7 separate regions of the Mus musculus genome follow, and all the other regions are linked to region 1. The links are chromatin contacts, called in public HiChIP or PLAC-seq and promoter capture Hi-C maps. All regions are on one chromosome and are shown on one strand. The core of a region is the stretch at or near the end of the contact, and the rest is flanking DNA. Distances in the headings are between cores, read along the strand shown. Region 1 holds the start of Sh3bp5l (SH3 binding domain protein 5 like). Region 2 holds the start of 2310033P09Rik (RIKEN cDNA 2310033P09 gene). Region 3 holds the start of Iba57 (IBA57 homolog, iron-sulfur cluster assembly). Region 4 holds the start of Wnt9a (wingless-type MMTV integration site family, member 9A). Region 5 holds the start of Guk1 (guanylate kinase 1). Region 6 holds the start of Fam114a2 (family with sequence similarity 114, member A2). Region 7 holds the start of Arf1 (ADP-ribosylation factor 1).

The links. Promoter capture Hi-C pulls out the DNA fragments that hold promoters and counts their contacts. HiChIP or PLAC-seq counts read pairs in DNA pulled down with a chosen protein or histone mark.
Region 2: a promoter capture Hi-C map of pre-B cells shows a contact between it and region 1, with 5 times the contacts expected there. The contact joins the promoter of 2310033P09Rik here to the promoter of Sh3bp5l in region 1. A contact is called at or near these places in 11 of 39 promoter capture datasets (the 3T3-L1 cell line, cranial neural crest, embryonic stem cells and 6 more), 5 of 484 Hi-C or Micro-C datasets (B cells, CD4 T cells, embryonic stem cells and 1 more) and 6 of 115 datasets of contacts at active chromatin or transcription factors (astrocytes, embryonic forebrain, embryonic stem cells and 2 more).
Region 3: a contact with region 1 is called in a promoter capture Hi-C map of liver, with 3 times the contacts expected there. The contact joins the promoter of Iba57 here to the promoter of Sh3bp5l in region 1. A contact is called at or near these places in 8 of 39 promoter capture datasets (the 3T3-L1 cell line, 3T3-L1-derived adipocytes, the C10 cell line and 4 more), 2 of 484 Hi-C or Micro-C datasets (embryonic stem cells and myeloid progenitors), 4 of 115 datasets of contacts at active chromatin or transcription factors (astrocytes, embryonic hindbrain, memory CD8 T cells and 1 more) and 2 of 9 other capture datasets (adipose tissue and liver).
Region 4: a FOXA1 HiChIP or PLAC-seq map of pancreatic cancer cells shows a contact between it and region 1. The contact joins the promoter of Wnt9a here to the promoter of Sh3bp5l in region 1.
Region 5: a promoter capture Hi-C map of liver shows a contact between it and region 1, with 4 times the contacts expected there. The contact joins the promoter of Guk1 here to the promoter of Sh3bp5l in region 1. A contact is called at or near these places in 4 of 39 promoter capture datasets (frontonasal cranial neural crest, hippocampal neurons, liver and 1 more), 2 of 484 Hi-C or Micro-C datasets (B cells and myeloid progenitors) and 5 of 115 datasets of contacts at active chromatin or transcription factors (astrocytes, embryonic forebrain, embryonic stem cells and 2 more).
Region 6: a contact with region 1 is called in a promoter capture Hi-C map of neutrophils, with 5 times the contacts expected there. The contact joins the promoter of Fam114a2 here to the promoter of Sh3bp5l in region 1. A contact is called at or near these places in 3 of 39 promoter capture datasets (liver, neutrophils and pre-B cells), 6 of 484 Hi-C or Micro-C datasets (B cells, CD4 T cells, CD8 T cells and 2 more), 2 of 115 datasets of contacts at active chromatin or transcription factors (bone marrow-derived macrophages and memory CD8 T cells) and 2 of 9 other capture datasets (adipose tissue and liver).
Region 7: a promoter capture Hi-C map of pre-B cells shows a contact between it and region 1, with 4 times the contacts expected there. The contact joins the promoter of Arf1 here to the promoter of Sh3bp5l in region 1. A contact is called at or near these places in 2 of 39 promoter capture datasets (liver and pre-B cells), 1 of 484 Hi-C or Micro-C datasets (CD4 T cells), 6 of 115 datasets of contacts at active chromatin or transcription factors (bone marrow-derived dendritic cells, embryonic forebrain, embryonic hindbrain and 3 more) and 1 of 9 other capture datasets (liver).

The regions. Positions count from the first base shown.
Region 1 is chr11:58,329,036-58,332,540 of GRCm38.p6, reverse strand. Sh3bp5l (SH3 binding domain protein 5 like) reads right to left here and starts at 1,834. Exons shown (of 7, transcript NM_024480.5): 1 at 1,749-1,834; 2 at 678-1,287. The coding sequence starts at 860. It also overlaps a transcript of Zfp672 not described here.
Region 2 is chr11:59,206,457-59,210,147 of GRCm38.p6, reverse strand. 2310033P09Rik (RIKEN cDNA 2310033P09 gene) reads right to left here and starts at 1,787. Exons shown (of 7, transcript NM_024210.2): 1 at 1,475-1,787; 2 at 1,283-1,328; 3 at 1,097-1,179; 4 at 948-1,020; 5 at 755-840; 6 at 44-175. The coding sequence starts at 1,719.
Region 3 is chr11:59,161,562-59,165,341 of GRCm38.p6, reverse strand. It overlaps Iba57 (IBA57 homolog, iron-sulfur cluster assembly), which reads left to right and starts at 1,597. Exons shown (of 3, transcript NM_173785.6): 1 at 1,597-1,991. The coding sequence starts at 1,651.
Region 4 is chr11:59,305,421-59,308,959 of GRCm38.p6, reverse strand. It overlaps Wnt9a (wingless-type MMTV integration site family, member 9A), which reads right to left and starts at 2,030. Exons shown (of 4, transcript NM_139298.2): 1 at 1,893-2,030. The coding sequence starts at 1,987.
Region 5 is chr11:59,189,644-59,193,515 of GRCm38.p6, reverse strand. Guk1 (guanylate kinase 1) reads left to right here and starts at 1,564. Exons shown (of 8, transcript NM_008193.3): 1 at 1,564-1,765. The coding sequence starts at 1,705.
Region 6 is chr11:57,516,677-57,520,488 of GRCm38.p6, reverse strand. Fam114a2 (family with sequence similarity 114, member A2) reads left to right here and starts at 1,845. Exons shown (of 14, transcript NM_026342.3): 1 at 1,845-1,916. Mfap3 (microfibrillar-associated protein 3) reads right to left here and starts at 1,824. Exons shown (of 3, transcript NM_180599.1): 1 at 1,777-1,824.
Region 7 is chr11:59,226,216-59,229,856 of GRCm38.p6, reverse strand. Arf1 (ADP-ribosylation factor 1) reads left to right here and starts at 1,590. Exons shown (of 5, transcript NM_007476.3): 1 at 1,590-1,684.

The DNA of each region.
Region 1 (3,505 bases), core at 585-3,084:
AGAAATATATATTAAAGGCCAATCACAACAGAGATAAATCCTTGCAATATAAAAAGTTTCCTGCTGATCATGGTGGCACACACCTAATTTAATCCCAGGAGCAGGGAGGCAGAAGCAGGCAGATCTCGGAGTTCTAGGCCACCCTAGTCTACAAATCAAGTTCCAGGACAGCCAGGGCTACACAAGAGAATCCTGTCTCAAAGAGAGGGGGATGGGGAGGAGGGAAGGGAGTTGATTTCCTTACAGACTCAAACCTTACCGTGCCTTTCAAATACCTGAAAGGTCTCACAACTCAAAATGATTCTGAGAGACATATCTAAGAAGGTAAAAGGTGGGGGGGGGGGGGGGGAGATTTCCTCAGCCTCCAAACTGCCTCCCAGTCTCAGCCATCTCCTCTTGCCTCCAGGATATGTAAGATACCTGAGCTAGCAATCTTTTTGCTTATTCAGAAAGAAGAACAATGAGTGGTTCTATGCCCCAAGCACTCAGGCAGGGTCCCTGCTCTCCATCAGCACTTGTCACACTTGTCACACTGAACCGCCACGTTTTATGTACATGTCTGCTTCCCTTTCCCACCCCAGCCCACTGTGAGAGAGGAGTCTAAGGCCTCATTGATCCCACAGCTCTTCAGCAAGTCTGGCCTCTGGACTTCTGACCTCCTCCATCAGCCTTCTCACCTGTATCCTAGGATCCAGTTCCTCCTCCTCTCTAGGGGACAATTTGGTCTCACTGCTGTTGCTTCCACTTCCTCCAGGCTCCTCTGCGACCGGGCTCCTAGGGCCCTCATCCTCTACCACCTCTGACCGAAGTTCCCCCTGCGGAGTCTCCCGGCCCCCTGCAGCCTTTTTGAGATCAGCCATGCTGGCTGGAAGAGGGCAAAGCCCTATGCACAAGAGAGGGCTGGCATGCTGGGAGCAGGGCCCCAGTTTGAGGCTTCCTGGACTTTGGATGGAACAGAATAGGGCTTTCTCTTCTCAAAGGCCGAAGAGAAGCAGCACAGATGGGCCTCGCGTTCAGTTAGAGGCTGAGCTTCGAACTGCTGAGGAGGTCCTTATAACTAAAGCTTCGTCTGTGCAAAAGTTCTTCACACCTCACCACGGGGAGCCCACCAAGAGACCCCAGCGGCAACAGCTCCAACTCAAGGAGCAAAGGGGGCCTGGATCCTGGGCCGACGCCTGGGAAGAGGAGCACCATTCGGGAGGGTGGAGGCAAGCGCCTCCAGGCTGTGGTGGCAGATGGAGAGAAAGCTAAGTCCAAGCAGAGGGTGGGAGATGCGCCTCTGGGGAGCTGCAGGAGACACAAAGGTCAAGTTACATAGGATGTCAGCATCAGAACCTTGGCCAGCAGCCTCCTCCGCGTCCTGGGTCTCCCCAAGATACCACTGGTTTCCCAACACACACTCCCGAGATCCGACCAGTCCCCCACCTCAACTTCTTTCCTCCGGCCTCAAGGACTTTAGGTCCGACTCTGCTCGCGTCCCTGTTCCCTCCACAGTCCCTCCCCTTCCAAACTTCCCTCTGAGCCCCACCCTCTCTCCTCCACACCCTTTTTCTACCAAGCCCGTCCCCCTCGGTCCGGCTTTGCAATTCACCTTCTATCCCCCAACCTTGCCTCTCCAGCCCTGGGGGCCATCTGAGCCTCCAGGCTCCAAGCGCATACTCTTCCGCGGACCCAGCGTCTGAGTCCCAGCCATCCCATGTAACCAGGCGAAAAAAAAAATGCCCCTTCCCGGCTTTACCTCAGTTTACCTTGCTTTACGGGGAGCGTCTACGGAGCAAACAATCTTCCCCCTCCCTCCGCAACAAGACCGTCCAACCAAAAACGCCCTGGCAGAGAGGAAACGGAAATACGCCATCGCGTAAAAACGCTATTTTTTTTTTTCCTCTCTGACAAGTATTGCCCGATGTAAGCTCACGCTCGGCGTGCTAAACGTTCAGGGTCCGTACAAGATGGCGCTACTCTACATCCGACGTCGCCTTTCCTAGCTCCCAGTTCACCCGCCAACCAAGCCTAAATAAAATGAATGCATGAGTAAGAGTTGCTGAGGAAAACTACAGCAGGTGATGAAAATCGATAGTCCCTCCCAATTCGAGAAATGCTAGCAATAGTGTCGTACGCGGGAGCGGCCATCGTTGCTTTAGGAACAGAGGCGGGGCTAAGGACTGTCACTGCCTGGCGCGACCGGAGGTGATGCAACTTCCGGTTTCGGCTAGCTCCTATCTGGGTATTGCTAACAAAAACGAAGTCGTTTTTCAAAAGTGATTTTTTTTTTCCTTTTCTTTTCTTTTTTCTCGGTTCAGTGAATCCGGCGGACTCTAGGTCGAGACAGGTGGGTGAACCTCTCCCGACACCTGCAGCGGGCGCCATCTCTCCCGCTAAGTAGCCGGCCTCACGGGACGCCGGCTACCGCGTGAATGCAGAGGATCTCACTGTTAGCTCACTTTCCTAGAGTGGGAGGAGGAGGCTCGAACTTAGCCCAGTGAGCTCCCTGCTTCGTTCATGGGTGGTCTGGATACCAGTGCTATGTGTGGCTTGCAAGACGGACCGAAGCCATGGATGGGATGCAGGATGGATGCTTGCGTGGTACAAATGTCTGACGGCCTCGGGGCCCCAGGCTTTTTTTCTGGAGATGAAACACGTATCCGGGCCCAATTCTCTTCCCATTGGGTTCTGTTGAACATAGCCCGTGTTTAGTAAATCGGTAAAGAGTCTGTTTAGTCAAGAGCTGCCTTCCTATCTGTGAAGGAGTCTTTAGGTGTTTCTAGAGGCATGAGAATGGAGGAGGACGGGGTTCCACAGTCTGAAGTGAAAGGAATTCCAGAGCTGGTCCCTGTTAGGGTCCAGGAGTCGCCCCACAAACCACAGGAATATCAATCTCAGTCAGACAGGGATAGTGTATTGAATGCACACCCCACGGTCGGTAGACATAGCTTAGACTCTGGAACTGAATGCTACTATCATGAACTTCGTTTCAGGGTCAGTTTATATAGGCAGAAACCCATAATGAACTCACAAGCAATTGCGGGGAGGGCTTGTAGGGTTATTGGCCTTTTTCCAAGTTGTGTGTGTGTGTGTTTAAATAATTTAGACATAACAGTTCAAGTTGACTTCTATCTTGCTTAGCTCTGAGTGAAGTCTGCAATTGGGGAGTTTGCAAGAAGAACAGTCCTCAAAACATGGTAACAAACCTCTGAACATACCGGGATATATGGTCAACATGACCACGGTCTGAGCCAGACTATTCTCTGGGTCAGCAGTCAGTCTAATTTCAGTGGCAGCAGTATGAGATGGCACTCATACTGGCAGGCGAGAAGCAAAATGGCTACAGCTATGCCAGGGAGGCAGTGCCAGGGGAACAGGCTTCAACTGTCTATGCTGTAAGTCCAGTTTGTGTCTAGTTAGCAGTTACACTAAAAAGTATTCTGTGGCTTGTCAAAGAACGATAAGGAAGGCCGTGTAAACAGTGGTTCTCAACCTTCCTAGTCCTGCGACCCTTTAAAGTGCT
Region 2 (3,691 bases), core at 538-3,037, 880 kb before region 1:
TCCCATTTCCTTAGTGTCCCAGGTAGAGTTGGGCCTAGCCTACCGGGGAGGAGAGGGAGATGAGGAGCAGCTGTCAGCCTCCCTCTTATGTTCTTTGTCTTTCTTCTTTTTGTGTTTCTTGTGTTTCTTCTTCTTTTTCTTCTTTTCTTTCTTGCTTTTCTTATGGCTCTCTGCACTGCAAGAAACAATACAAAGGATCCGAGCTTGAAGGACTCGTGTCTACTCGACTGTGGGGTAGTCTCACCCAGCAGGGAAAGGCAGACTAGAACAGGATCCATTGTGCACTGATAATATCTACATGTCGGGAGTTCATATTTATAAATGAGCTTATTAGGCTCCATGGCCACAAAGATGAGTGCTGGAATGCTGCCAACCTGGTGAGCCTCCTCTCTCCTTGGAGACAAGTTCTCATTATGCAGCCTTGTCTAGCTTGGAACTCACTATTTTACCTAGGTACAAAGTTGAGATGACACAAAAGTAGAAGTAACCAGACACACGTACCAGCTTGTGAGAACTCTGAGAGATCAGCCTGCTGTCTACCAAATGCTGGGATTAAAGAAAGTTGTGTGCCGCCCACCCCACAAGCACCTCCCACCAAACTGGCCAGTATCATGGTCCTGAGCGTCACCCTGCTGGGTCACCTATGGCAGCTACTGAGACTCCAGCCCAGAGATGGAGGTCCGCCTACTTCAGTCAAACTAAGAGAGCTAAGGCAGTCTGCCCCTTTATGCACAGGGAGGCAGACTCAACTTACTCCGGTTCGACCTTGTCCTCAGCGCGAGGCTTCTTCCTGGGAGCAGTTGGGGCAGTGCTTGGGCCTTCGCTGTCCACACGGTGGTGCTGTATGACATGAGTAGCCGTGGTGAGGAACACCCAGGGAATCCTGCCCCACATCTCAGACACCTCTAAACCCCAGGATCCTGTGCATTGGGCTTGACAGGGTTTACCGTGAACACTGACAGCCCAAGTTTGGCAGCCTCTTTGTCTTCTCGGGATAGCGCCACACGGCCCGCGGAGCCACTGCAGGGGACAGAGCATTTGAGGACAGTTCTCAATCACCGCCCAGGCCTACCCTGGACTCCCCAACTAGCCTAACCTGGCGCTGCCCAAGCCCAGGAGCCGGTCCACGCCCTTCTCCTCGGGGTCTCCTCCTTCCCGTTTGCAGATCTCCACGAAGTCCTGCGAAAGCAGGGTAAGATAGGAGGTTCTAGGCCGAGACAGACGGACCCCCCCACCCCCCCCCAACCACCCCGCGGACCTCGAACCCATATCTCAGACTCACCTCCTTGCTCAGGCCGGTGGGCTGTTTCCTCACGTTCTTGTAACCACTGCGAGCAAAGGTCAGGAATGCTCATCAAGGGTCTGGCCCCTCGGTCCCCTTCTTTCCTGTGCCCCGCCCACATCCAGCCCCGCCCCAGGGCCACCCAGATCCCGCCCTCGGGGCTTGCGGTCGCCCCGCAGACCAGGCACTTACAGTGCGGCCAGCAGCGCCTCACGCTCCGCCTCGCGCACGGCTGCCAGCTCTTCCTCACGGCTCGGGCCGGTACACGGCGCGCGGTCCTTCGCGTACCAGGTGAGGTCGCGGCCCTTCTGCCAGCGGCCTACTGGCGCCATCAGCGAGTTGCCCAAGTAGTTCTCCCTCTGCTTGTCAGTCTTCACGTCCTCCCAATTGAACTGGTCTTGTCCGCCACGCACGCCACCGCGATTGGAGCCGAACATGGCGCTGGAGCCACTGCACAGCCTTCAGTACCCGCGGTCTCTAGTCGGACTTCCCGCAGCACTCCGGACGCACGCCGTGACGTCACTCTCGCGCCCCCGCGCGCGCCTGCGCTCTCGCTAACGTGCCCGTGCGCCTGCGCACTGCGTATCCGAGGGCCTTATCAATCAAGATCCTCTTTCTAAAGGGCGTTCAGGGCTTCTCTGGCGCATCCTTCATCCTAGTGCCACGTGCGCCTGCGCAATAGCTCCTCAAAAAGGCGGCTGTGCTATCCCACCTGATAACTCTCGTGTGAAGGAATCTCGGTGGAAGGGGACACTACAAAACCTTAGTGACACCAGGAGGGGCCGGCCCCTTGCTTTCTGGAAAGCCAAGAATGCTAACTCCAAAGGTCCCGGGTCACTGTTGAAACTAAGTTAAATAATGGCAAACCTTCACGGAACAGAGGGACAGATAAAGTCACCAAAGAAACATGGATTCACTCTTCCATGCTCTGGGTGACAGAATATGCGTATGTGACATGAAAGCCAAAGCATCCCTAAACCAGAGCGATCTGTGTTCTCTGCAGGTGAAGCTTTACTGGGCAATTTACTGAGGCTGCGCCTCAAAATGAACAGAAACTGAGCTACATCTTAATGACAGATCACTTGCTTAACATGATGGTCTTGGGTTTCATCCCTAGTCTGAAAAAATACCCATCCTGGAACTCTCTAGCATCCCAAATAGACCAAGACAGCCTCATTTTTATGTCTTCATCCTGAACACGTTGAGTACCTGCCACAGCTTGTGAGGCTCTTGGTATGAGCCCTGAGGTCATGGCCTGGCTTTAGAGGACACAGTTGGGACAGATTCCTCAGAACAAGATCATACTCGGGATGAATGGATGGTCCCAAGGGGAGCTGCACAATAAAGTGGAAACGTATCCTTTATTTGCCTGATGTAATTGTCATTTCTGAAGCTTACCGCCTCTGTCTGCTAACCCAGGCCTTGTCCTGGAAGCTTCTAGCCTCCATACAATCTTATCTTGGCCTAGAATGTTTTCAACCTCTGAGACCTATTGCTGAATAAGCTCACCCTTTAATGCTCTTCTGAACTCTATCTAGCTGGGTGGTCAACTCAGCTATTCTGGCTCAGACTCCTCCACACTGAATGATTCAAATTGGCTTCTTCCAGCTTCCCCCGAATTGCTCTGCTTGGCCTCATACGACCTTTGGTATTATGTTCTAATCTCTGGCTCATTTTCTGGCTCGTTCTGTCTTCACCTGGCTAGTTTGTTCTTTCTCTGCAACCTGTCTCTGTACAATGGTCCCAGTAAACTGCCCTCTCCTATTCTTTCCCCTAAGTCACTTCTTTCCTCTCTGTTCTCATGAGAGATAGGCATATCCTATTCTGTCAAATCTCCCTGAGTCACTGGAAATCACTTTCAAACATGGGTGCTTCTTTCTAACTAAGTTTACCTTCATTGGGATTAAAGGTGTGTACTAAGGCTGAGGCACACAATTAGAAATGTTTTTTTCCAGTAAACAACAAAATCTGCAACAATAAGGGAGCATCGGTCAGTCATGTGGGCCACAGCAAAAGAAGAGCATACTAGCCGTCTCCTAGGAAAGGTCTCCAGAAAGCCAGGGAGCAGCTTCTGGGCCTTCACCTTTAACCAGGCCAGGTATGCTTAGGACACGGAAGGTCGAGCTGCATGGTCAGATCACAGAATGCATACTAGGTGACGCTAAGGAGGAGGTGGACTATGGGTCTGGGAGGTCACGGGACAAATGTCTAGAACGGTTCTAAGGCCTGTGCATCCTTGTATAATCACCTATTCTAGTGACACCCAGAATGTCAAGTAATGGAGTAACACGATGAAGGGTTGGATAATCCCAGGCCTGCTTTTGAGGTTAGCTATTCTGTGTGCTCCTTCGTCTGGAGGAAGCCAGTGGGATTTTATACCAACATCAGGAGTACAAAGGTTCAGGCAGC
Region 3 (3,780 bases), core at 348-2,847, 830 kb before region 1:
GGCTTATTTGTGTATCCCTGACTGTCTTGATACTAGCTCTGTAGACTAGCCAGGGCTTACAGAGACCTGCCTGCCTCTGCCCAGCCAATGCTGGTGTTAAAGGCATGCGCCACTACCAAGCTCCAAGTCCATTTCGAAATTCTTTTGTTAATAAGACTAAGAACACACAAAAGGAACTCCAGTTTCCCTGGTAGCAATATGATCCAGTATGCCCCAAAGACCCAAGAACAGGGACTCAAAGAGACATCCGTGTAGTTGTTTTCATAGCAACACTTTTCCTGGCTCCAAGAATTGGAGACCTCCCAAGTACCCGTTGCCAGCTCAGCACATAGGGAAAGGTAGGCATTACCGTAATAAAAAAATTTTTTTTCGATACAGGATTTCTCTGTATAGCCCTGGCTGTCCTGGAACTCACTCTGTAGACCAGGCTGGCCTCAAACTCAGAAATCCACCTGCCTCTGTCTCCCAAGTGCTGGGATTAAAGGTGTGTGCCACCATGCCCAGCTATAAAATACAATTCTTAAAAAGGGAAGGGAATTCTGATACGTGCTATACTGAGGATGGGTGCTCCATGAAGAGAGCCAGGTGCAAGAGGACAGGCACTGGTTCTCAGAGGCTTCCAACCCACAAGGGCAGAAAGCCAACTGTGGGCACCAGCGGCTGAGTGTGTGTTCTGGGAGGAGTCAACGTTCTGGAGTTGGATGATTGGGAGATAAAAAGTTCTGGAGTTGGATGATAGTGAGGGCTGCGCAGCCGTTTGAACAATGCCGATATAAATGCACTAAAAGTGGTCTCGCTGGCTGGCTTTCATCAACTTGCCACAAGCCTAGCGATATCTGGGAAGATTCAGAAAACGCCTCCATAAGCTTGGCCTCTAAACAGGTCTTGGCTTATATCACATCAATGACTGATGTGAGAGGGCCCAGCTCACTGTGGACAGGTGCTCCTGGGTCGTATCAAAAAGCAGGCTGGACAAGCCATCAGAAGCTGGCCGGTAAGAGCCCTCTTCCAGGGCTTCTGCTTCAGTTCCTGCCCTGAGTTCTCTCTGTAAGTGGGTGTGACCTGAGAGTTTTCAAATGAAGTGAACCCCTTTTCTTCCCAAGTTGCTTTTGGTCATGTTTAGTATAGCAATAACAAAGTAACAGTGGTGAAGATAATACATTTTATACTGTTCGTATTTAACCGTGAACAAGGAAATGCCTAACTTTTTTCCTCCTTTTTTTCTGGGCAGTACTGGGGATGGGAACCATGGCTTCCTGCCTGCTAGGAAATGCTCTACCACTGAGCTATCTATCTTCAACTTTTTATTCGGAGACAGGATATTCATTTTAAGTTGCACAGGCAGGTCTTGAACACGCATCCTCCTGCCTCTGCCCCCCGAGAGGCTGGCTGGGATTGCACACCAGGACCGAGGTAAGATGGCAGATTTCATGTTTACTTATTTACCACGACCACAAGCGGTTTGACCAGGAGCCAACTAAGGAAAGGGTCACCGGGTGGCTCTAGCCTTGGTGTTTATCTGGGCTTGCGCACCCATCCACTGGCTGAGGTCCCGCCCACTTTCCCCCCCACGCACGCGCGTCGCCAGCCGCCGCCGCCGCCGCCGCCGCCCGGGGCCGCTGTGGTGCCCGCCTTCACTTAGCGCCCAAGATGGCAGCGGTGGCGCTGCTTCGGGGCGCGGCTGTGGGGCGCAGAAGCCCAGCTTGGCACTGGCGGCTGAGCGGGACCGCGAGTCACTGCCTAGCCCGTGGCTTTGGCCTTCTTGGCAGCAACCCCGCGGACGGTGTGGCCTGGACTTGCTTCCGGCTGGACGGGCGCGCCTTAGTGCGCGTGCGCGGCCCGGACGCTGCACCCTTCCTGTTGGGACTATCGACCAATGAGCTGCCGCTTTCGGGGCCTCCGACCGGCGCGGCTCAGCCCTCTGCGCGTGCGGCGTATGCCCATTTCCTGAATGTGCAGGGACGCACGCTCTATGACGTCATTCTGTATGGGTGAGCTTGGGCGGGGCAGCAGGGCGGGGCAGTAGGGTCGTTAGAGTGCTGAGGGAGCAGACCTCCAGAATCCCAGGAAGGATGTCCAGGATAAGATTTCTAGGGAATACTGGCTAGACACCCTTGGGAAGAGGCATAATTAGATTATTCTGGAAATGACTTTCTGAGGACAATCTAGACTTAGGGAAGGGGTCACCTAGAGGCGGATGTCCCATGGAAGGCATCCAGGTTGCGCTAGTTACTTGCACAGAGCGTTGTGCCTGGGACCCCAACCAGTCAAGTCAGAAGCTTCTGGAGTTATTTTCAAGATGGGTGCTTCAGCTTTGTCCCTCCCTCCTCACTTCTTAGAAAGATTTCGCTGGTTCGTGGGACTTTATTCAAAAAGCCACTCTCTGCACAGCCTCTCCACAGTGACAGATTGTCCCAGTGTTCTGAGAATCCAGTTTTTCCCTTATTTCTGGTTCCTCTTTGCAGTGCCAGCTGTTTGCCTGTATGGTCTCATTATCTATACAGCAGACCTGACTGTGACTGTAAATAGTGTTTGCTGGCCAGTCTGGGCAGGGCCTGCGTCTATAGCATTGAGTCTTCAGCTGCTCACCTTTATAGGATCTAAGTCGTGAAGTCTCAGCATTGTCTAGTAGGCATGTGAAGACCCGCCCTCCCTATCCTGTCCCTGAGCTGTCCCTTGACTCCTACCAAAGTCCAGGCCTGGCTGCCTGTCTCAGCTACCCGGTGTCTTTCCAAGTTGGTTTTTGGTGAGCCTCTTCAGTAGCCCCTAGATGCTCATTGGGAGTATATGGGGAATCCTCATATCTGGAGAACAGTTCCTGAACCCCTGAGGGTAGCTATTCCAGGATGAGAGTGGTGGATGAGAATTGACAGCCATGGCACCACTATCCAGTAGTTGTCTGCATTCTGTGGGGGGAAATCTAGAGTGCCTGTCTCCAGGTGCTGAAAGGCCACAGTGATGTGCTTCCTAGAGATCCTTTTCCCACATTACTTCGCTTAGTGAATCTCTGAATCTAGAACTGTGTCAGCAAATGACAACCCATGGGCCAGACCCACTGTGATGCTTTGGCATATAGAGTTCTGTGTGAACCCTGGGATGGTGTCTTCCAGGCAGTGTTCGGGCTGTGGTGACTCAGGGCCTTAAGCCTAAGCCAGTCATTGCCCTTTGTAGAAAACATGCATGGACTCCATACTGGAGCCTTGGATCTGCCTGTGTTTCCAGGTCGCCATCATCTCTCCATGTTACCAATAGGCAGCTGGAGTTGATTCAAGCGCTAGTCTTTGGTGGCTTCCATTCCTCATGGTGATTGGCAGTGGTTGCTAGTATAGAAGCAGTTGCCCTCTCGTGTTAAAGACCCTAAGCGTCTTCAGCCTTGGTCCTGCATGTGTTTACAGGTCTTGTGGACCTCATATAGGGATTCCTCTAGTCTTGGCAGCAGCCAGTGTTACAGCTCTTGTACGGGCTATGGAAGTTGAGATTCCTTAGCTGTTGATACCAGCTGTTGTCACTGCTCCTCTACACAGGGTCTCAGACCCTTGGCTCTGAAGGTTTGATTGGCAGCTCCCTGGACTCTTCAGTGACTTGGGTCTGCAGTTTCTCTTCTCTGGCTCTTTGTAATCGTTTCTCCTTCTTCAGTCTCAGCTTGCTATCACTCTCTGTCTGCCATCTTTCTTCCTGCCCAGGCTGTTGTTGAACTGCTCAGCTGTCGCTTCAGCTGTCAGACAGCTGGCAGGCTTGCCTTCCCTGCAGCTTTGGCTTGTCAACTGCTCAGCTGCTGCC
Region 4 (3,539 bases), core at 781-3,280, 980 kb before region 1:
ACATACATACATACATACATACTCCTCAGAAATCAATTCCAGAGAGACCCAGATCAACTAGCCTATCCTCCCAGGCCTCCTCTGACTCTTGGTTCAACAGGTACCCACTCTGCCCATCTTTGGGGTCTTTCCGCCAAGCCCAGACAGTGGATCTAATGGGCAGCTGCAGGAGAGGAGCGCTCAAAGGCATGGTCAGCTTTCCTTAATGGGTCCTCTGCAACAGAGAGCTAAGTAGAGGCTGACCCAAGCCATAGCAATACATCAGTATTGTCTTCGGTATCTGCTTGGGAGCCAGCTGACCTGTACTTAAACCCTGCCACGGAACCGGGAGTTCCAACACCCCTTCAGGCGCCAAGCTAGAGAATTTTCCCAAGATGCAAAGTATCAAGCCAGCTAAGCGAGGGTGAGAGAGAGGGATGGATGGGAGGCATTACAGCCACCAGGATTCTAACCCCATCACCTGTAGGTTCTGAATCCCAGGGCCACAAGGCCAGCAGCAGAGATCCCAGAAGGAGCAAAGTGGCCGCTCACGCAAGCCCAGGGCGTGTCAGATGCCTGACTGGGCCAGAAGAGAGGAAGGCACAGCTGGCTGATGGGCTGCTGTGACTCACCGCGGACCTGTGGCCAGACGGCCATCCTCAGCCCTCCCTCTTGCCCGCGGGTGAGGCTTAGGGCTGCACAGATGGCGTGCAGGGGCGTGCCAGGCCAAGGCCCAGGGGTCGGACCAGGGGAGCCAGGGTGGGGAGACCCTGGGAACCGAGACATGGAACTGACCCTGGAAGACAACCCAGAAGAAATGGACAGACGGAGGAGAAAGGAGGAGAAAGAAAAACACAAAGGGAAAATTTCCCATGAAAATATTTTATTTTCTTTGAGAACAGGATACACCTGCAGGGTTCCTCAGCCCAGCCGCCTCTCCCTGCCCTGGCGGGTGCCAGATTCCTAGACCAACGGGGCCCTCTGCCGGCCACACCGCTGCGAGCGGCCACTGAAGCCAGGGGCGAGGGAACAGGTGACCGGCGAAGGGCGGCGGCCCAAGACGCAGTCCAGATCACCCAGGACCAGGGTTGCGACCCGAGGGGCTAACCCAGGTCTCCCAGAGGGGGAAAGAAGGGTGATAAGCAGGGAGGGCAGAGAAAGCTGGGGCGCTGCCATGCGTGGTGCCACCCAGGACCTTGGAGAACTCAAAGTGCAGTGGGTGTCCCTCTAAAGATCGCTGGGTTCAGGCATCCCAAACCTGGGAAAGCGAGTAGAGAGGGAGGGACGAAAGGAACCAAAGGTGAAGAGACGCGCCCAAGAACGCGGCAAAACTGCTAACGCATAGACAGGCGAGTGCGGGCGGCGACCCCGCGGGACAGCGGCGGCGTTTACCCCCCGGGGTCAGGTCTCCCAGACGTGTTCCCGAGGGCCGAGGTCGGGGCCAGGCTCGGGCGAGCGCCAGAAAAAAGCGCAAGAAAAATAAATTTCTCCAGCTTGGAGGGTTTTTTTTCTCCCCTTTGGGGCTCAGTGCAAGGAACATCTGGATTTTGTACGTGTTTTTTTGTTGTTGTTAAATTAACTTTTCCAGGAGAGAAGGGGGGTAGTGGGCAGGGGCCAGGGAGGCTCCAGCCTTTTGGCAGGAACACCGCGGCCTAAGGCGGCGGCGGCGACTCGGGAGTCACCGTGGACCGCGGCCCCGCGCAAGCCCGTCGGGGACACCGGCCCCTCTACCTCTAGGGCGCACGGCGGGCAACGACCTGCGGACCGAGAGGCGCGCTCGCTGCCAACTAACGACTCCAAGCCACCCGTGTACCCCGCCGAGCACCTGGCGAGTGCTACCCCGGGCTCGATGCCCCCGTCCGGCCCCGCCGCCCTCGCCCGCCCTCGCGCGGCCGCCCGCCGCGGGCACCTACCCGAAGTAGGCGGCCGAAGGGCGCAGCGCGGCGAGCAGCAGCGTCAGCCCGAAGGCCGCGGCCAGCCAGCGCGCCAGAAGGGACCCATCCAGCATCTTGCCGCGCCGCGGCGGCAGACCATCGCGCTCCGGGCTCCGCGCAGGGCGCGCCGCGACCGCCGCCCTCTTATAGCGTCCGCAGCCGCGGCCGCGGGGCGGGGCGCCGGCCAGCTGGGCTCGGCCCGCCCGCGCCCCGGAGGAGGGGTCACGCCGGCGCCGGGGGCGGGCCGAAATCCGAGCTGCGCGCCCGCCGCCGCCGCCGCGGCCGCCGAGCTGCTCGGCTCGCGGGGCGGGCCTGGGGCGCGCTGTGGGGAGGGCTGGGCACGTGGCGCGGTGGGAACCCCGGTCGAGTAACGGAGCCAGAAGGAGCGATGGGGCGGGACTGAGAGACAGAGCAGGGTTAGACCCCGGGGCTAGGTGTCTGCAGCCAGGACACAAGTGCGAGCTCCGGGGTGTCTCCTGACAGTTAGGGACCGGGTGTTGGCCGCCGGGAAAGACATCCAAGAGCCGAGAAACTTGGACGACTGTGCTTGAGGGGATAGTGACTGGGTGGCTTGGGAGCGACGTTAGCCACTGGATTACAGAGCGGGAGCGTGGGGGGACGCGAATCCACTCGCGGGCCAATGTTGCCAAGAGGGAGCCACTGCTGAAAGTTGGGGTGCTGTAGCTGGAGGAATGGAAAGGCGACCTCTCCAAGGGAGACCAAAAAGGCATTTCTGCAGAGCCGGTGCTGTGGCCGACTTGGACCTGAGGATGGGACAATATGGTCCTCAGGGACTTCTGGACTACTAGCTGCAGATATCACTGACACTCAGGGACCTCATACCCCAAACAGGGTGGAAGATGAAGGGGACCGCTGGCCAGGATGGTGACTGGTCTGTGTGAAAGCCCAGAGCTGTGACTCATCTTCGTGGACTGAATTGTCTATAAGTCAAACCTTAACTAACACGCAGAGAAACACAATTGCCCAGGGCACCCAATAGACTGCTTAAGAGTCCCCTGACATTGGGGGAGGGGCGGCTTATTCAGGGACCATTCAAAGTGCTGGAGAATAGGACCGAGTGATTGGATCCTGACACATGCCCACCGCGTGTCAACCTTCCGTGCTGGAGACGCACTTTCTGTGCAAGACAGTGACACACACACACACACACACACCAGAGCCAAGCTAACAAAACCCAGGGACCTCCAACACTAGCGTGCCTCCCTGACCTGGGCTTACAGGGGCAAGCTCCACACCCTGGAAGGCAAACCTCCTTACCAGCCACCGCCTTCTCAACTTAGAGGGGCTGATTCTGGATGGGAGACCTCCAAGTCTGAGGGTTTTGAGCTCCTCTGGGAGGCTGAGTTGTCTAGCCGTGCACAGCAACTGCTCAGCCACCTGTCACGGCTCCAAAGGAAAGCAGAGGAGGAAATGAGTGAAAAAAAAAAAATCACATCAGCCTCCGCACTGGTCAGAGCCAAGCAGGTTACTCCTGTGGGTGTGGACCACCCAAGTGAATATACCCTGTCCTGACTGAAAAGCTTCCATATGTGGTGGGTGTGTGGCTGAGTGAGGGGTCGGGAGAGCCCATCACTTCCTCTCCGAGCCTTGGTTTCCCCATCAGAG
Region 5 (3,872 bases), core at 315-2,814, 860 kb before region 1:
CTCCCCTCCCCTCCCTTCCTTGCTTCCTCAGAGGCACCAGAAGAGGGCATCATCTCATTACAGATGGTTGTGAGCCACCATGTAGTTGCTGGGATTTGAACTCAGGACCTTCGGAAGAGCACTCGGCGCTCTTAACCCCTAAGCCATCTCTCCAGCCCCCTGTGTAATATTTTTAAGAGTAAAATTAGGCAAAGATATTTCTTATAAAGTCAGTACATTTTCCAAGGAATCTCATGTGCACTTCCTTCACTGCCCCTCTAGATCACCTCGAAGCTCAGGACTTCTCTCCAAAAAAAGCTTTTGGAAAGAACTGATACTTAACTCAACTGTGCTGCCCACTTTACTGCAATTCTTTAATAAGTTTGTTTTATTTAAGACAGGGTCTCCCTATGTAACCTTGATTGGCCTAGAGCTAACTATGTAAATGGAACCTGTCCTGAATGTTCTAAAGGTCGGCCTACCTCTACTTCCAAGTGCTGACATTAAAGGTGTGTGCCACCACATTGGGCTTATTTTTCTTTTATCTCCTGAATTAAAGACAACTTCAGCATTCTCTGAGATCTTTGCCTTCCCGTTTCTTTCTTTCTTTTTTCTTTTTTGTTTAAGATTTATTTGTTTGTTTGTTTATTTATTTATTTATTTATTTATTTATTTATTTATTTATTTATTTATTTATTTATTGTAAGTACACTGTAGCTGTCCTCAGACACTCCAGAAGAGGGAGTCAGATCTCGATACGGATGGTTGTGAGCCACCATGTGGTTGCTGGGATTTGAACTCCTGACCTTCGGAAGAGCAGTCCGGTGCTCTTACCCACTGAACCATCTCACCAGCCCCTGCCTTCCAGTTTCTTGAAGTAACTTATTTAAAAAATACTTTGGGGAGCCACAATAGTACATACTTTTGTTTGAGATGGGGTTTTTCTGTGTACCCTGGCTGTCCTGGAACTTGCACTGTAGACAAGGCTGGCCTTGAACTCAAAGATCCATCTGCCTCTGCTTCCCTTGGTATACATCTTTTTATTACCGGCATTTGGGAGGTAGAGGTAGATGGCTCTCTGGGAGTTTCCAGACAGTCAAGACTACATAGTAAGACCCTATCTAAAAAACTAAAAGACTTAAAATTAGGTGTATGTGTCTATGTGTTTGGGTAAGAGTACATGAGTGCAGGTGATGCGCCTGCCCAACCTGAGTGCTGGGAACTGAATCTGGGTCCTCTGGAAGAATAAATAGCACGTGCTAGCCGCCTCTTGAAATGATTTAACAGTTAACCGGCTAACCCGAAAATGTAACTAAACGGATTCGAAGCTGACTTCTGATGTGTTCCTCTCAGGGTCTTTGTAAATTGGTAGGGTTTGAGCCTAGGGAAAGAAAGGAGGGTACGGAAAAGGGCGGAGTTTGGAGAAGAAACAACGAAGAGAAGTGGGCGTGGTCGTCGGGGAGAACCGCGCAGTGCGCCTGTGCATCATCGCGGCCCCCCCCCCCCCCGTTGGGCTGAGGTGTGGCTGTCGCTTGGGGGCCGTGACAAGGCGGGATTTAATGTGGTGTAGGTGGGGCCGGCGAGGGAGACGTAATGTCAGCGGGCAAAGGTGGGACGTGGCCGGCGCTGGTGCTTTGCGTACTCGGTGTGCGTAGCCATGCCGCCCTCCGGTGTGTTCCGGTGGGCCGGCGCGCCGCTGTGACGTAGTCCTGCGGGCGGTCCCTGATGCTGCGGCGCCCGCTGGTCGGGCTGGCGGTGGCCGCCCTGGGTCGGGTCCCCGCGGACGGTGAGTGCGCTGGTGGCTGGTTGTCTTCGGAGTGGGACTTGTGGCAGCATATTTCCCTTGCGTGCCGTCTCCATCTTGTGGGGATGCCGGGTGAACGTGTTTCTCGGGACCCCAGAACGACAGGGATGGGCACGCGGAGTCCCAGCCACCAGCAGATCGGTGCAGCATGAGCCTAGTCTGCGCTCTTCCTCTGTTCCCTACCCAGCCGGCGTCCTGGGTAGGCTCAAGCACATGGCTTTACTCCTGAGCCATTGCGGGCGTTGGACTTCAGTGCCTGCAGATGGTGCAGGCCCTGCAGACTATTAGGATTTGGCTTGTCCCGATTTGTTTTGTTTTAGAAAAAAATATTAATCTGCCTTTGGGCTTATTATTCTCAGGCATCGTTTTATCCAACGTGGAAGTGGGCGGGGTTCGTTCTGGTGGTGCCTGGAGGTGGAGCAGGTGACATTAGCTCCGCGGTATCTGAGGAGAGAGGGAGAAAGCAAGTAAATGACTGGTCAGCCTTTGATAGGCTCCAAGGAGAGAAAGAAGAATGCAGTTTGTTTCTGTGGGTGCTCCTTCAGTTCACCTTGCAGGAGGTCATAGGCTAGTTATGAAAGCGACTACTAAAGTTGTTTCCCTTTCTCGTCTGTCTTGACAAACACAAAATATCCAGGAAACATGATGTAATTGGAAAAGAAAAGGCAGAAGGGGATGTGAGAGGAAAGAGCCCAGGCGACAAAGAAGGAAAGTTAGAGTAGGGTTGAGCTCTTGGGAGGCAGCCATATGAGCAAGGCTTCTTGTATCCCTGACTCTTCTGGTTGGGACTTAATCTTCCCTGTCCCATCCTGTCCTGTCCCCATCCTCCCTGATTGCATGTGATGGTGTCTGTCTTCCTTCCTTCCTTTCTTTCTTTCTTTCTTTCTTTCTTTCTTTCTTTCTTTCTTTCTTTCTTTCTTTCTTTCTTTCTTTCTTTCTTTCTTTCTTTCAAGATTTATTTATTATCTATAAGTACACTGTCTCTTTCTTCAGACACACCAGAAGAGGGCATCAGATCCCATTACAGATGGTTGTGAGCCACCATGTGGTTGTTGGGATTTGAACTCTGGACCTCTGGAAGAGCAGTCAGTGCTCTTAACCACTGAGCCATCTCTCCAGCCCCGGTCCCTATCTTTCTTGATTCTGCTTCTGCTGGTCCCTAGTCTTCCCTGCCCTGCCCTACCCATTCCCTGCCTACACGTCCTGGGCCTCAGTTTCCTTTGCTCTACCCTGTCCCCCATCCTCCTCCACCGTTCAGTCTTCCCTGACCCTGTAAAGCCTTGGTGTCCCTTCTGCACGATCGAGCAGATGACAAACTGTGCAGTGTCCTAGGGTCTTTCCCCTTTATCCTCGTTGGGTTCTGAGCCCTTTTTCCTTTATGTTCCCTCTACCTCATGATTCCTGGCCAAGGAATCAGCCCGTTCCTTTTTGTCCTTGCTGGGAAGAGACACAAACGAAGATGGGCAGCACCAGGAAGGTGCAGCAGGCTGTCCGTGGTTGGCTGCTGCTCCTCCACCTCTTTGTTGGGAGGCCGTGGTAGGTCCATCTGGCTCAGAGGAATAAGATTGAAAATGCTTTGGCTGCTCTGGCTGCTGCTGTTGGAAGAGGTGCCTAAGTCCTGGGGGCTCAGGGCTCGGGTGTGTCACTCATGTCTGCCTAGCGCTGTTTGTCTTGGAGGACTAGTAGTTCTTCTCCTTCCTGGAAGGGCCTGCTCTTCAGTTGACAGGAGGGAGGTGATGGTTGTGACAGATTTCCAGTCCTAGAGGCCTGAGGTATAGATTGGAAGAGGATGTATAGGAAGTTTTGTCTAGGACGTCCCAGCAGAGCATGTTCCCTCCAGTGCTCCTATGAAGTCGCTTGAATCTTGGCTTGTTTTACAATTAGGGGCTTGGGGCTCTTTGTCAGGCAGTTGAAGTTTGGGACTGGGAAAGCTGAAGAGATAGGGGTCCAAAGTTTCTTCAGTGGTCTCCCCAAAGGAAGTTGCTTCTATCCACCACACACTTCTGTAAATGCTAGGCCAAAGACTATATCTATAATTTCTGACATAAGCTGTGGCCCTGTGGAGATGTAGTAATGGTCTTGTCACCTG
Region 6 (3,812 bases), core at 596-3,095, 810 kb after region 1:
ACTGCCTGAAATAGTTTGTAATTTGGTATGGTCTTAAGTTGCACCTTTATCACTTGCTCTGATGTGCTCGAGGCCGCTTAGTTTCCATATCTGGATGCTGATTCCATTATCATCCCCTTCTTTGCCTAGAATCATACAATGTTTCCAGTCCCCACACAAAGCTTCAGTTACGTGTGTCTTACTCTCTACTGTCTCTAAACTGTCTTCAACCTCACATTCTGGTTCTAGTTGTTCCTTTTGCTTATCATTTCCTTTCCCCAGTAACAGCTTCCCATGAGAAATTAGAGAAACTGTGTTTCTGAGAAAGGTCTCATGTAGTCCAGGCTGGCCTCGAATTTGCACTCCAAGGTAAACTTGAGCTCCCCTCCTGCCTGTACCTCCATCTGCTAAATGCTGGGATCACAGACCTGTGCCAGTACTTCACCTGGAAAATAATCTTTATAGAAATGTCAGTTATCATTTAGTGACTTACCATTTTAAAGCTACTTCTTTTTTTGAGAGTAGTTTTGATTTCTTAAATGGAATGTACTGGCAGTAGTAATCTATTTAAACAAAACTCTTCAAAATTCTTGGTAAGTTTAAGTGCAATGGACTCTAAGACCAAAATTTTTCAGAATTGTCACTATAATACTAATGGCAACATGTAAAAGACAAGACAGTTACTAGTGGCCCAAGATACATTCCTATACATTTTTCCTTTACAAAAGAAAACCAGAAGAAATCTTTTTTCTGGTTTATTTGTTGGACCAGACGTTTTTGTTTGTGACAGGATGTGGTTACTTAGCTCTGGCTGGCCTAGAGTTCACAATGTAGCCAAGGCTAGCCTTGAACTTGCAAATCTTCAAAGGAACAGGCATTTAGTAAGGTCGTAGAGAATATCAGCATACGGAAATGTAAAGAATTACTATTGAAAGTAAAGTCAAACATTTGAAGGGTTTTAGGAAGTGGCAGTTACATCTGAACACTGATGTAAGGGATTGAACAGAGGAGGGGAATCTGTTCCTTTTTTTTTTTTTTTTTTTTTTTTTTTTTTTTTGTGCTCAGGATCAAACCCAGGGTCTTGCACATGACAGGCAAACGCACTCCCACTTAGCTATACACCAACACAACACAACAGCGAGACACTCGAAAGCAAGTCTTTAGGGTTTCAGGTGCCCCCCCCACCCCATATTTTAACACAATTTTGCTTAATGTCTTCTTGGATAAACTGCCCAGGGACAAATGAAGCGATGCACTGCACATCTAAAATTACAAATCAAAAGCATATCACTCTCCTGCTTAGAAACTATCAATTACTTCCCATCGAGTTCCAAATTTTAAGTCAAACGCCTGGTCACCGACCTCACAAAGACCCAGTGCCCAAGTTCTCCGCCCCCCCCCCCCCCCCCCGTCTCCCTTTACTATTTATTCAAAACCTCTACTCCTCCTCCCTACAGGCAGGCTTCCCCCTTCTCACTTCCTCACTCAGTTCCGTTCCATCACCGCATTTAAACTTGGACGAAAGCACTTAACTACCCCCTCAGATTCCGTTGTTTTGATGGTGGTGGTCTCCCTTCCTCACCACCTTTGCAGTGAGCTGAGAGCAGGGCCCGCCCTGAATTCCCAGTTTGTGTCCCGGATCGTCGCTGGCCCTCGAGTATTCTGGAAATACCTCATGGCGGAACCCCGACACCCACACCCAGCCTTCACGGAGGGCGGACATCCTGGCATCCCCCGTGTCCAGCTTCAAGCATCCTTTACCTCTCAGGAAGCCACCGGAGCAGCGGATTCACTCACCTCTCTGCAGTCAGCGCCTTCCGCCCTAGAGGATGCTTGACCCGGAAGTACTCCTCGACGGCGACCCCGCCTCCGCGCTGAGGTCAGGAGTACTTCCGCGACGGTCGGGTCGGATCGGCGAGCGAGCGGCGGTGGCCGCGGTGAGGGGCGGTGTCGGGGTTGTGGGGCTTCCGGGTGAGGGCGGCGAAGGCTGGGGGGTCTCGGGGTCACGGGTTGAGGGGCTGCAACGCTTCCAGCCATGTTTGGTGGGCTTGCCGGCCGAAGGGCTGGAGAGCTTGTTTACCTGAGGCCTGGGGGTGGGACCTGCGTGCGGACGTGCGGAGACGAGAGACCCGCCACGTTAGCTGGGGAGTCGCCGCAGCCTGCAGCTGGGGCTCCCTGTCGCACGGACCGGCGGCAGCGCTGACCCCAGGCTCGGCTTCCAGCTAGTCAGCCACGCCAGCCACGCCGCCTCCGGGTAAAGGCGATGGTCACGCGTGTGCTCTGGGCATATTTGTGTCTCGACTGTGAGGCGCCTTGTTTGACTTCTCCAGTCACCTGGATTGTTCTCCTCCAATCAGGAAAAACCATACCCGGAAAACATTAAATAGTACAATTCCGTATGTCTGGTATGTGTTTAATCTTACTTATAGGAACGGTGGAGAGGGACATCACCACTCACGAATCTTGTCTCCTGACTCAGCCTAAACTCTTGGCACGTCCTCGATGCTTATTAAAATCTCTATTGTGCAAGTGAAATAATAGGGACAGCTGGAGTTTACTAATCGGAATGTTCTAGTTTCATAAAATTTAAATGAACGTATGCAATATGTGCGTTCTATTTGCTTACATAGAGCAAATCGAGAGACTATATATTATATGTTGTAACTCGGAGAAAGAAGAAAAAGGTAGCTCTAAAACAGTGTCTATACAGCTGCAAGAACACCTTCTGAACTTTGGGCAAGCATGTCGGTGTCTTTTTGTTAGATCAGCCTTTGGACTGACAGGGGCAGAAATTGCCTTACATATCTTCTCTGTCTCCAGAACTGGGTCCATATGCAAAAGGTTCTTGCCATGAATAAGTTAAACGAGTTATTTTTCTATTTTTCTGAGTTAGTTTGCATGGCAATTGGTACTTGTGTATGGAATTTTTTTTTTCTATGAGTTTTTGGGACAGTTTAATATATGCATATCGTGTACCCATAGAGTCTAGGCAACACCTTTTTTTTTTTTTTTTTTCACGTGGAAGAGGTTTTATTGGGAGGGAGAGACAAGATGGCAGCAGAAAAAGAAGAGGAGAGGAGGGAGAACACTAGGCAGCATATTCTTGGTCTACCTTTCTAGCCTGTCACCCTTGCTTCTTCCCTAATAGAGACATGACTCTAGGGGATTATATCATGGCTCCCTGACCTTTCTTCTGTGCTGTCTCCATACCCTTTGTTTGTTTACCTTCCTGTTGCTGTGATAAGATACCCAGACAGAAACAAGGAAGGCGATCTTATTCTGAGTCACAGTTCGCTTGTCCAGTGGCAGGAAGGTCACGTAGGAAACTGGTCACTTTGCACCCACAGTCTAGAAGCCGAGAGCAGGGAATGCTTGCCATCAGCTGGCTTCTCCTTTTGACACCTTCCAGGATCCCAGCCTTTGTCATTGTGCCACCCACAGTAGATGGGTCTTCCCGAGTCTGTTAACCTCAGCAGGACAGTCTCCACAGATGTGCCCAGAGGACTCTCTGGTGGTTCTAGGCATATCAGTTTGGCAACTGAGATTGACTGTCATAAGCCTGAACTTTTCTTTATCTCATTGGCATTTTCATTCGTTAAAATCTTAAGCATATTTAAGGTAGACATTACAAACACAGATGCATGCATGGTCTAATTGGATTACTATAAAAGAATACTATAAATTTGGAGATACTAGAGTATGAGAGAATGCTGTTCAAATGCGAAAGGATTCAGCAGCCATTTGGCACCAGATAGGTCTTACCTACTTAAGTGTCCCTGTTGCATTATCTTTTACAAGGGGACCTAGAAATGTCATTTTGTTTCTATGGAAGA
Region 7 (3,641 bases), core at 341-2,840, 900 kb before region 1:
GACTTTTTGGGCACCAGGCACCCATATGGTATACATACATATTTATAGACACTCACATATATAGATAAAATAAGTAAATCTTGAAAAATTATATATATTTAAGTGAATATACAATTTAACATTCAAAGTTCATGTGCAATATGAAAATTTCACTGTGGCTTCAGCTGACCTGGGGAGGTAGGAAGAGCCTGCCTAGGTAGGTATCCACTTCAAATGTATCATCCATTACACATGTGGATATTAAATATCTACAAAGGCTGTTTAAAATTTTAACTGACACAAATAATTATTTACGGGGTACAGAGTGATGTTTTGAGCGGGACTACAATGTACAGTGGTCACATTACAATAAACAGAATGACTACCACCCTGTCTCCATTTTTTCATAATTTTAGCCTTTTTAGGTACAGAAAGGGAGTTTGGTTCTTGACTATTAGCCTGCGGTTTTCTGGACACCCCATCTCTTTGTCGACTTATCCATGAGGCTAAGACAGGCTTCTGGCATGGCTGGAATCACAGGTCTCAGGAGATGTCCTGCCATTTCTCCAGGGTTGGTGGCAGGCAGCGACACCCAAGGCTTTGTATAAACACTTGCTGTGTGTTGAGGGTGAGAGAGAACAGGCAAGCACCCCCATAGACGTTTACAGAAGCAGCATTTGAAAATGGAGCCCTGAGCGATGGAAAGGGATGTGTTAGGGTCAAGAAGGTGACTATTGCATCGAATCCTGCCAGGCTCAGCACCCACAACTCTGGGGAGAAAGCTCTGGAGGTCTCAACCCCCAAACACAGTGAGGATGCCCTGTACCCTGTGCCTGGACACAACAGTGGCTGAAGCAGGCCCTGGTAACAGAACTGTCTCCTGCTAACTCAATAGATAGGGCTCCAGGCTCAAAAGAATCTCCCAGGGCCCTCAACATCTCCTACCTGTGGGACTTCTCCCAACAGCACACGGGGTGGAAGAACTGGATAGGGAGGACAGAGCCTGGGCCTGATTCCTGCATCGATGGGGAGAGTTAACGGATTCCTCCTCACCTGCACCCTGAAGGAGGCCACCCCATCACTGCCTCTCAGGCAGTGCTATGCCCATGCAGGTGTCTGGTCCTCTCAGTCAGCTCTGAGCGTGCACACAGGTCCAAGACCAGTGTGGAGACATGGTGCTTGTCTGACATTTGGCCTGCGCCTCTTCCCACTTTGGCCATCTGTCGGTCACATCATTCTCTTCAATTCCAGGGCCCAGCTGGAATATCAGAGACCCTGGGGTACTGTGAGAAGGACATTACACCTCCTAGGGCTGACACGACCTTCCCACTCTGACCTTGGCGCTCTAGAACGCTTACTGGCCTCAACCCCCGCATCCGCGGAATGGGCTGGAATTCCGCAGGAAGGCGCGCGTGCGCACGCGCCGGCGGACACGGAACTCCATACACCACACCCTTGCTCGTTCTAGTGCCGGGAGCCAGAGTGCTAGCCCGGGACCCGATCCGGAAACAGAGCGACCTCGGCTCCGCCCCGTGAAGGCTACAAAGTGCAGACGCGCAAGCGCCATCCGTGTGGGGGCGGGGCCCTCTGCGTGCCCGCCCTCTTCCCCCGGCGTGCCCCGCGGCAGGCGCTGACGTGGCTGCCGTCAGCGCCGCCATCTTGTGGGAGCGAAACCAACGCCTGGCTGGGAGCAGCCGCCGCGGAGGTGAGACGCGGGGCGCGCTGAGGCCGAAACTGGGGAGGCCGCGGGCTGGTCATCGTGGGAGTCAAGGGGGCGCTCAGCTGCGGCTGCTAAGGACCGAGTCCGGTCGGGCGGCCTGAGGTCTATGCTCAGTGAGCTCGGCGGCAGGCCGGACAGAGGATCGGGACGCCCCGGAGTCCCGCGTCGCCCACGGCCGCTTGGCCCTCCCCCACTCCGCGGCCCTTACGCCTGCCTGGCCGCCCGCCGCGGGCCGCAGCCCGGAAGTCCGGCCAGGACGCCGGCTCTTCTCCAGGAAGCCAGGTTTCCTGCTGTTCCTCTCTGCGCCTCTCCTAGGCTCCACGGCCCGAGAGCCTGGGAGCGGGGAGCAGGGTTCGGGGGGTCACGGGGTTTTCCTTCTTAAAGGCTAGCCGGCCGCTTCAGATACGGCATGAACCGCGGGCTTGGGGAAACTGAGGCTCGGGTGGCCCCGAGACGACGTCAAGGTCACTCGGGTGGCGAGGTCTTCCTCTTCTGTCTCTCGAGTCCGGTTCCTGTCGGCCTGGAGGACCGAAGTTGTAGGAAGGGGGAAGGGAAAGGGACAGGTGTCGGACAGGGGCTCCGAACTGCGGATCCAGGTGCTGGGATTTAACACGCGCATTTGCGGATCTCGGGGGATACCAGAATACCCACTGTGATCCCCAATTAGCCGTGATTTGGGCCCCGAATATCGTCGGTGAGATCTGCATTGGGGTGCCGATGGCCCCCGGAGGGGTTTGAGCCTTGTTTCGCCTCTTGACCGGCTCCTTTATGCACTTTTGGGTGGATTAGAAAGGCCATTCTGAATTGGAGAATCTTTAACCTGCCCATGGAATAACCCGTTCCCGGCCTCTGAGCAGTCCGCAGGTACAGAGACCAGGTCCAGTACACAATTCTGGCTGTCCATTTAGGGTGGTCGTGCCATGTCAGTTTGTAGTGTAGGTAGCTACATATGTTGTATGGTCTAGCTACATAGAACAAATGCAAAATGCTAGGGATTCTGTTCACATCAAGAAGGAATTCTCCCATTCAAACAGCAACTGGCTGCTTTGTCAGGAAAGGAAGGGTCAGCTGCTCTTGGTCCCAGAAGTCATTGGAGAGCCCAGTAGTTGATGCCACAACCCATGTTGGAGTCTTCTGTTGTAGTTCTTGTTTCACAACTAGTGGTCAGCAGTTTTTCCTGCAGGCTGATTCTGGTGGTTTCTGCCGTGTCTGTCAGAAGACTAGTGAGGTGCCATGGTGCTTTGTGTGCTGGCCTCGTGTCTCTCCTCTGTCTTAGCCAGTATCCACAGTGCCTGACATAGGTGACTATAGTGTCCTCACTTTTGAACTTTTAGCAGCACTAGCAGAAATAGCCTAAACTATGAGATTTGATGCACTGTGTTACTACCTGGTTTCTCTGTTTCTCCAGAGAGTTGTGTGGTGTAAGGGCCAGTCACAGATGTGTGAACTACATTGTCTTCTGTGGCATAAAGGTTTCCCTTATTGGAATGTCTCTCACTTATCCTTAGATTTGAAAATGGGTCTGAGTCACTGGATCACCACACTGTTCTCTTGCTTGTGAGGCAGATGTACAGAATTGCTACTTCAAAAAGGTTTAGGAGCTAGATGGTAGAGTGCTTTTCTAGCCTTCGTGAAGTCTTGGTTTGGATCTCTAGCACTGCATACAAGGTTTAAGGCAGTGTGAATAACAGCTGACTCATACTCAGTCTACTCATCCTGAAAGGAAAGTAGCAGTAACTAGTTCTGTGGCCCTCACACAGCTGTGATTGTAAGTCATGCATCTGGGACGTCCACTGTGCCCCTTGCCCCTTGTAGAACGGATATTCAGAATCTTTGCTCCACTGGGCTGCTTCCTCTGCCCAGGACCAGACAGGCTTCAAAATACCTTTTCTTTTTCTTTTTCTTTCTTTCTTTTTTTTTTTAAAGTAAAGGTAAATTAGAC